2 separate regions of the Zea mays genome follow, and region 1 is linked to region 2. Evidence: chromatin contacts called from public Hi-C data. All regions are on one chromosome and are shown on one strand. The core of a region is the stretch at or near the end of the contact, and the rest is flanking DNA. Distances in the headings are between cores, read along the strand shown.

Region 1 (4,859 bases), core at 690-3,189, 520 kb after region 2:
AATAGCCAGCAGCAAGCTGTTGTTCCTTCTCCTTTATAGTATTCTTATGTGTCCAAGGAACATAAATCAACAGCTGAGAAGGGAACGCCGCCTCCGCCTCTCAGATGACTTTGGCATCCTCTTCTTGTTGGCCTTGATTGGCATCATCAGTAATCCTGCGGTCTCAAGCTCTAACTGCAGGGACGTTTTCAGCCTCTTCAGGTGCCCAATGCACAGCGCGTGATCAGAAGATGTGCTCTGGAAGCCTCCCTCGGTAATGGAATCTTTCCTCTCATACTTGGACTGCCATTTCGCTTGGAGGTAAGGCAAGGATCTCCAGGGAGGAAGGGGCATTGAGTTTTGCTTCAGGGACCATTTTGCAGCATCTACCATCACATGCAGGAACTGCTTCAGTCGCGGAAGGGTGCCAACAAAGACCACTGGGAGCGAATTCAACAGGGTGCCATAAGAATCAACTGCCCTGGCAATTTCAAAGTGGCTTCTGAAGTCGATATCAACGATTAGACGCTCTGGAGCTGTAGTATCACCGTGCATTATGACATCAATGTACTCGTAGTCACCTGATTGGGGAAACCACAAACAGTTTAGCCTAGAACACCGTACTTAATCAGGTGCTCTCTTCTCTCAGTAGGAAGCATAGATAGATAAGCCAAGTTGTCATCTCAAGTACCTCCAGGTATCTTGTCAAACCCCTGCCATTTGGATGTGCAAACTGCTGCGTCGTTTCCCGAGTATCTCAAGAGCTTGACAAGCAAATGGCGGATGCAGCTGCCTCCACATTGGCCTGTTTTGAAAGGCTGAAGCTGCGGCTCATGGATAGAGAGGAGTAGCGAGTGGACCATGGCGAGCAGCTCGTTTTCTTTCTCGTCTCCACCCTGCTTCAACATCTAAATCAGGGTGCAGGGGCCAGGTAGTGTAAGTTGAGGCATACAAATGTAGAGGCAAATTGTAAGGCTGAAAGGACATATTAGAAGGGCACGATGCAATGAAAGTCACAAACATTAGGTGATGGCAGGAGAACAATGTTTTGAACAGACCGAGAAAGACACTATGGTAAGGATACAGGTGAATTTTGGTGTCATGTATGATGATGATGATGATGACAGCACGTGGTGTGAAAAACTAGAAACAGAAATTAATTTGAAGCGTGATGATCTACACGAGAGTAGTGTATCCATCTAGTCTAGTAAATAAAGCAGTAATGTCGACTGGGTGCGCAATCAATCTCAAACATCATACAAAGCCACGGGGGCATTGGTTCGGTTGTTTAGGGTCAAAGCAAATCAAATCATCAACAGAAACTCCGTAAGCATGATTGCATATTTGCATGGCAAAGCTAGCTAATGGAAATGGAAGGAAAGCACGAGCCAGGTAGGGGAAGAGGGGCGTGAGGCGTACCGAGATCGTGTCCGCGAGGTGGGCGAGGTCAGGGAGACCGGATTCACTGTCGCTGCTATTGCGGGAGTCTCCGGAACCGGCGGTGGCCCCGTTCTCGAGGAAGTCGGTGACGAGCATGGCCAGGTCGCAGTCGCCGTCGTGGCTGTGGCTGCTGGCGAAGCCGGCGGCGGCGGAAGCGGGGACGGGGGCGGCGGTCCGCAGCCATAGGTCGGGCACCGGCGAACCCCCTCGAGCGGCGGTGGGTGCGACCCTCGCCGACGGCCTCCGGCGCGGCACGACACCTGGCGGCGGCGATAGGGCGAACTCCTTGGTGAGCATCATCATCGATGGATGCCGCCTTGGGTTCCTTCAGCTGCAATTAATTCGGGGGCGAGGGGGTCTCCTGTCGCGGAAGGAAAGGAGGAGGAAGGAAGAGGTGGTGCCACCGTTGGGTTTGGTTGGCGGGGCGGCGCGGGGAGGAAGCCAGGGAGGCTGCCGGAGGGGAATATTCCGGCACGGCAAGGCTCCCAATACAAATTGAAACAGGTTAGTTGGAAGGTGAGAAAAGTCCAACGCAACGCGGTCTGCCCAACTCACCAACCCACAAAAAGTTAAGGCTCTCTTTAGAACAAAGGATATTTTTCTAAATCCTACGTTTTTACTTTTAAACTAATTTCTGTGAAATTTCTACACTATTTCTGTAAAATTCTTGCATTCCAGAGATCCTAAGCCATTCCGTTTCCAATCGGCATGTGCTTCGTTCGATTTTCTTTTATTTGTTTATTTACTTATTATAATACTAATATTCTAAAGTTGTTTGCGCTAAGCTAATTTTTATCTACGGACTAACATTTTATCACACCCATATTTTTTTGGTTTACATGTGTTATTACTATTATTAAAATTTATGTTTTCCTAAAAATAAATAAATAAATCTCTTCCATTCGGTAATCATATCTGTATGCCTTGCGTTTCCTTCTCGCTGCTTCTAGTTCTAGCCAGGGCTTGCTATCCCCATGTGCACTCGTTTTCTTTCTTGCGGCTCAAGACACCTTTGATGTCCCTTTGTTTCGGTTTAAATCTAAATTTTAGCCACTATAAGGTGTGTAGACTCTCAAACGTCTAACTTTATAACTCGTTTTTATGAGAATCACTTTAGCGAAAATCATCTAAATTAACGTGAACACATAATCGACTATCACGATATGAGAAATCTGTCACGTTCTATATACCTAAACTCCATAGACTCTTTCATCTTCCCCTGCATGTAATTCTTACGATACTAAGTTTATCTCCACAGCGAGAATTCTCTCCTAGCTAGATTCTCAAAGAAGCTCGTCAGAAAAAAGTTGAACCAAACATAATCATAGTACTGTCTCTTTAATTAATTAAGGCTAACTGTAACAAAGATATACATAAAATGAGGATCTAAATACACGTAAAGTACAATCAGACGAAAGAATAGACCTAAATATTATCGTGTATCCAAATACGTGTTTAAGAAGATGGTCATCCATATATAGTTACACTCTCATATCGCATCTAAAATGGGTATAAGCATAGGGAACTTGTTGAAAATGATACAATGTCATTTAGATGTCTACTAGGGTAAAGTGATACACCATGTTTCCCTAATACAATCTACTAGAGACTATATCAGGATGACATGACACTCACCTTAGGAAATCCTTATAAAAGGGCCGACGATACGCTAAAGAGATGAGAAGCACAAACTCATGGGTGAACATCTACGTTCCATTTGGAAATAATGAAATAAATATTTTATAGTCCATAAACTTGAAAATGATAAAGACTCCATAAACAATTCTAAGTATCTAAGAGCAACTCCGATGGTTCTCTAAACAATTCTCTAAATCTTAAATATAAGAAGTAAGCAGAAAATTGCTTCTCCAATGGTTCTCTAAATAGATTTACTAAATTTAGTTAGTTGCTATCCAACTCTATTTACTCTCCACATTTAGCAACTCGATAGTAACTCCCTAAATGATGTTGACGTCAATTTTTTCACAGTGGCGTGATTATTTTTTCTCTTTCCCACACAATGAGGTAGCCAGGTATAGCACACTCTTTTTTCCACTTTCTAGCACAATGAGGTAGATAGATCAAATGAGTGTGACACAAGTTTCTCCTTCACCGTCAGACCCTACTGTCCCATAGGTTGCGCCATCGGACCACCACTCCTCATAGGTCATGTCGACCGACATTTTCTCTTCCGCCCTCGACATCCTCTGTTCTCAACCTTGCCGTCAGCCAGATTTGATAGGGGTAGGACTGCCAAAGCTAGATTTAAAATCGAACTACTCCCTAAATATGAGCAACTATTGCATACTAAGTTATTTTGTACTTCCGATAGCTATTTATTAACTTGCTAAATATGATTTTAGCAAGCTTTTTTATAGAGAACTATTGAAGTTGCTCTAAGATCTATCTACAAATACATGGTCGTAGGTATAGATGTCCAAACGGACTAGGTTTGTCGGGCGGCCCGAAACCCTGCACGAGTTTGGCCCGGCACGGCACATAGTGAACTGGGCACGTGCAGGTCCGGTCACCGAGCCGTGCCTGGGCCGAAGGCATGGCACGACGGACTAGACCCGGCACGGCCCAATTTTATTTTTTTCTATTTTTTTCATATAAATACATATATTATACTTGAATATAGAGTATAAAACACAAGAAACATGTGTTTTTGTTGGTTATGTGGGTGTAAATAAATGTTTAGAGCTAATAAATATGGTTTAAACCCTTAAAATACATATTTTTAGTATATTTTTATCATTTAAACGTCATATATTGTTATGGACCCGTTAGGCCCGTCGGGCCGTGGGCCGACCCGGTACGATTTTATCCTATCGAGCCATGCTTGGGCCTCGCTCAGGGCCCATGAGCCGGTACGGCACGACCCACTAGATAATCCGGGCTGGGCCGACACGATCCTAATCCGTGTCGGGCCTAGCCGTGCTCGGGCCAGGTCGGCACGGCCCGTCCATTTGGACTTCTATAGTCGTAGGGCCTATCTCGTTGTATAGGCCGAATAGCATCTTTGTCATTTTGCTAGACACTAAAAAACATGTGAATTGTGAAATAACACCGCAGAAACCAACAAGGCAACAAGGGTGTCTGTTGTTCGCGTCGTGGAAACGATGGTGCTGGTCGTCCGTGGGCGCGGTGAAGGGGACCAGTCCGCCATCGATGCAACCTCCATCGACGCGTCGGCTGGATCGCTCTCGAGCGAAGACGAAAAGCATGGAGGCGTCCAGGTACGTCATCGCTTCCGGTGGGCGGAGGCCCATCGTAGCACTCGATTGAGGCAGGTTGCAATCCGCAGAGAAGAACAAATAGCAAAGGAGCATTTTTTTGGCCAAGAAAGGTGAGGATTATTTTGCAAGGCTTCGTAGGCGGAGCGTGACGCTGCGGATGTATTCATCTTCCATTTGCTGGAAGGATCTTCGAGCGTCCTT
Region 2 (4,814 bases), core at 290-2,789:
GAGCATACACCCGTGCCAGTTTGGGACTGTTAATCTACCGGCCTCTTTAATCTTACCTGAGCTACGGTAAAAGTCAATTTTGTCCCTCGAGATAACCGCGGCGAACGTGACGCAGCTGCGGTGCGTGGCGGAGTACCTGAAGATGACGGAGGACCACCACGCGGACAACCTCGTGGCCCGGGCGGAGGCGTACCTGGCCGAGGTGGCGTTGCGGAGCCTGGACGGGGTGCTGGAGGTGCTGCGCAGGTGCGACGGCCCCGTGGCGGAGTAGGTTGGGCTGGTGGCCCGCTGCGTCGACACCGTCGTCGCTAGCGCGGGCAAGGAGCAGCTGGTCTCCGGCCTGGCGCACCTGGAGACGTGCGACTGCGCCGCCTTGCGCTGCGGGGAGGACTGGTGGGTGGAGGACCTCTCCTTGCTCCGGATCAACCATTGATCTGTGTCTGGTTAAACTTTTTCAGATCAATGTATATGCATGGAGTTAAATTGTATAAAAATTGACAAAAAACATGGCATTTGTAGCATCAAACAGAATAAGTTTAGCTGATCAAATAGAATAAGAATATATTTGATTTAGTGTCAATGAATTCCATTTCTGACGGTAGCCTGAAGCCCTTTGTAATCAGGCCAAGCACATCCTTTGCACAAGCTGTTTGGTTTGTCATTTCTTGATCGGTTTTGTGTCTAGAGAAAAGAGAACTCGTTGGCTGACCAAATGTTTTGCTGCAGGGAAAAAAACCCAAACAAAAACAGGCGCATCCATCTCTGATGGAGTTGGAGTGCAAGTGGCTGTGCAGCTGATCGACTGCCAGAAGCTGTCGCAGGACGCGTCGAGCCACGCGGCGCAGAACGACCGGCTGCCGATCTAGATGGTGGTGCGCGTGCTCTACTTCGAGCAGCTCCGCCTCAAGTCGTCCTTCTCGGGCGGCGGGTCCGGGTGCGTCGGCTTGGGCGGCGCCGACGGGTCCTTCTCGCAGCGGTTCATGTGTAGCAGCAGCTCATGCGTCCATGAAGGACGACTTGAGGCGGAGCTTTGTACCTCCATGCAGCCGGGTGAAGGGAACCAGAAGCAAGACGGCTGCGCGGGATACAGACGGCAGCGTAGGTACCAGATCCTAGTTCAGACGGGGGCGCGGGCACCAGATCCTTGTTCAGACGGGGGCGCGGGCACCATGTGGCAGATGGCCGCGCGGAATGCAGACGGCGGCGCGGGCGAGTCTCCAGCGCGGGCACCGTCTGTTAAGTTACTCCCGTCTGTTCTCTTTCGCGGCTAGGGATAAATTAGTACACAGGTGTGTGCTCCCTTCATCAAGCGCAAGAAAACAGATGTTTACAGAGTGCGAGAGATTAACAGTCCTAGACTGGCGTGGGTGTGTGCTCTATAATATGAAATTGGCGAAGCTCAGCTGTGGAGTAATAAAGTGACGAAGCCGCGTGGATGTTACAAAGTCAAATAACTCCGGGAAGAGGGGCAAGGCAAGATCCCTGCTAATTAATGTTAATAATGGTATCCTCCTCTCGTCGGCAACCCAACGCCACCACCGCCGCTCTTCTCTTCCATGTGCCCGCCATTTATTTATATTTATCACTACTCTAACCTCGCCTCGCCTCGTTTAAACAAAACAAATAAACTAATAAGCTATGACCGTGAGCCGTCGTCGTCGGAGAAGAAGAAGAAAGGCTAGTGTTGTGCTGCTGTCGCATCAGCCGCCCGCCGAGCCTCAGATCCACCACCAGCACCGATGCCGGTCCTCTGCACCCACCACGTTCAGCTCCGCCTCTGGTGGCGCCGTCTCGGCCGACGCAGCGCCACATTCGCCCTCGCGCTCCTCGCCGTCGCCCTCGTGCTCACGCTCTCCCGCTACGCCGCAGGCCCTGCGCCCTCCCCGCCCCCGTCCTCGTCCTACGGGCATCGCCTCCCGGCCCTCGTCGACATCACCCTCGTCTACGGCGCCATCGACAAGGGCGCAGGTCAGTCACGCTCCTCTTCAGCTTCCCGCTGCTTGTCCCCCATCCTGAACCATCAGCTTGGCTAGTGTGCTTGGATGGTACGCCGCCTGCCTACCACTTCCTTCCTGGATTTGGGGACGGATCCCACAACTGGCTCCTCCACTTGGAGGGCGGAAGCTGGTGCCGCAATTTCGAATCATGTGCTCGCCGTAAGAAAACAAATCTCGGTTCCTCTGCCCACATGGATACTCGTGCTGAATTCGTCGGCATCCTAAGTGACGATCAATCTCAAAATCCAGGTACTGATGCGTCTCCAATGCTCTCCTCTCCTCTGTCCAGTACTAATTACCAGTGCCTAACGATTCCAGTCACTTCACTTCAACTCCACAGCATAGCACGCACATCCTCTGAACAAAAATATATGGCAAAGTTTGCTTTCTATAAGTAGTAGTATACTATCCTAAAATAGTCAGCTCCGTCAACCAAATACAATCATCTGTTCACGACTCCTTGCATCTTCTAATAAGTAATAATTATACTTCCCGCAGATTTTTACAACTGGAACAAAGTGAAAATAAGATACTGTGATGGTGCATCATTCTCTGGAAATGTCCAAGAAGAAGTCAAGGTGTGCCTGCCCTCTATCCGCTTTACTCCTCGTTCTCACATTTGGATCTGTGTTTTCTTTTCTTCCCAGACATTCCGATTAATATTTCTGTGATGTGATCCTTCCCAGAATGATACAGGTTTCTTCTTCAGAGGCCAGCGTATCTGGGAAGCAGTCATGGCCGAACTTCTGTCTAAGGGGCTAGCCAGAGCGAAACAGGTTTGCCTTTCGAATAAAATAGCAGCGTTTGTTGCGATACTACTCGGTATTCATCATCAGTGCATTGATCTAGCATGTTTATGTATTCCACGGCCTGCCATGCGGCTTGAACACACGGAAAAAGTTCATTCCCAGTCCAAAACAGTGAACGTGACAAAGACTACACTATAGTTACAGTGATTTCGTTTTGCAGCTAGTCACGGGGTTTTCCCTTTGTAGCTAGTTATGGGTCTCTACATGGCATCTTTTGGAGGCATAAGATGTTTGGGGCCTAGGATGAATCAGCAACCACATGACATTTTACTCTTTCATTGGGCTACTTATCATAGGAGTAATCCAAAGCACTGTTCTTAAGGCATCGCCTAGACGTCCAGGCGGAGGTCTAACGCCTAGGCGCCTTGCCCGCCTACCTCGCCTAGGTGTCGCCTAGGCGCCGCCTAGGCATCCAGGCGGTGGTCCAATGCCTTGTCTTGCCTTACCGCTTTAAAAACTATGATCCAAAGTTATTTTATGCCTTGTGGCAAAGGGACTCCCTATCACATTTTATTCTCTTATCCTGTGGTATTCACATTGATTCTTTAACTAATTGTAGAGGACGGAAAAACCTATGCCCTAGAAAGTTAGAAAAACAAATTGCTAGACAAATAGATTGTTATTATGTCATTGGTGGCCACTCATGTGGGCAATGTACTTGACTGTGAATTGGACCATCCTGATATTATTGCACTGCTAATATATCCCTACTTGTAGGCTTTTTTGACTGGATGCTCGGCTGGTGGCCTTTCTACATACATTCATTGTGATGATTTCCGGGCACTTCTACCAAACACACCTACTGTCAAGTGCCTCGCGGATGGTGGATTCTTTCTTGATGTGTATGCTACGTATTTTTTAGTGTTTTTGCTCCATAAATAATTTCATTTGCTCCGTGTCACTTGAGATTGACTTGTCTTTTGGCTTCTTTGCTGAAAACAAGTAGAATTATGACATAAGTTAATTGTAGATTGTAATTGATACTACCTCCATTTTTTTATTTGACACTGGATAGTACAATTTCATACTAAGAAACATCAAATAAAAAATTCGGAGGGAGTACAAAATGAGTTTTAGTATTTTTTTTCTTTTACGCTAACACCTGTGGTTTTTGTACTTCTTATGTTCAAATTAGCTCTTTGTCACCACTATTGCCTTTTTACTTGAGGATGCATAAATCAAGTTCTATGAACAGAAGATTCCCTGTCCTGGTTGAATTTGGAATGATCTATCAACATTCGTGTATTTTCTAACACCATTATGGCGTAATTAATATTAATATTTTCTAATACTATCTGATTTATCACTAAAATATTGTTTTTTGGTTGGTTTTTAGACTTGGTTGAGAATTGATATTTGGCAAGTTTGTTATTGGCCGAGTACAAGCCTGTTCTTTAGTTTCGTCAATTCAACTGAGGAGCAGCGTCCAACGCTGGCAGAGGAGGGACAGGGGCAGGGGCAGCCGGGCAGCGGCGGGAGGAGGAGGAGCGGCGTCCGGTAGAGCGGGCAGGTGCGGTGGCCGTGCGTGGCCTAGCGGTCGAGGCAGGCGCGGTGGAAGATGTGGCGGCAGCCCCGGGCACAGCGCACCTCGGCGGCGGTGTGGAAGTCGCCCAGGCAGACACAGCAGCCCTCGGGCAGCGGGCGCGGCGCCGTCAACCCTCCTCCGCTTCCGCATGACAGCGAGTCGAAGCGCACCGCGGGGGAGTGCTCCTCCAGGCGCTGGGCGGCGTCGCAGGGGTGGCGAGGGTGGCCGGCGTCCGTGTACCGCGAGGCGAAGCAGCCAGGAGGAGAGGCGGCGCAGGTGGTCGAGGAGGAAGAGGATGAGGGAGCGGGCGGGGCCGCCGGGGAGTGGCGGTGCGAGCGTGGCCGCCGAGGAGGTGGGGGGGGGGCTGCCGACGGGGTAGGAGAGAGGGGAGGGTGCCGGCGGTGGCTGGCGGCCAGGGAAGGCAGAAAAAAAATCTAAACCTAGCTCTGGTACCAAGTTAGAGTAGGAAACCCTAACCCTAAC

Evidence for each region. Hi-C and Micro-C count contacts between places; a contact is called where the count stands out from the background.
Region 1: a contact with region 2 is called in a Hi-C map of endosperm, with 6 times the contacts expected there. The contact joins the promoter of LOC100280829 here to the promoter of LOC103652245 in region 2. A contact is called at or near these places in 3 of 25 Hi-C or Micro-C datasets (ear, endosperm and tassel).

The regions. Positions count from the first base shown.
Region 1 is chr3:146,341,259-146,346,117 of Zm-B73-REFERENCE-NAM-5.0, forward strand. It overlaps LOC100280829, which reads right to left and starts at 1,940. Exons shown (of 3, transcript NM_001153749.1): 1 at 1,399-1,940; 2 at 671-887; 3 at 1-560. The coding sequence starts at 1,722. The coding sequence ends at 67.
Region 2 is chr3:145,826,515-145,831,328 of Zm-B73-REFERENCE-NAM-5.0, forward strand. It overlaps LOC103652245 (pectin acetylesterase 5), which reads left to right and starts at 1,540. Exons shown (of 11, transcript NM_001414178.1): 1 at 1,540-1,968; 2 at 2,034-2,246; 3 at 2,496-2,575; 4 at 2,684-2,773; 5 at 3,524-3,648. The coding sequence starts at 1,740. It overlaps LOC109944848 (E3 ubiquitin-protein ligase RHA2A), which reads right to left. Exons shown (of 2, transcript XM_023301996.2): 1 at 4,573-4,814; 2 at 3,781-4,571. The coding sequence ends at 4,175.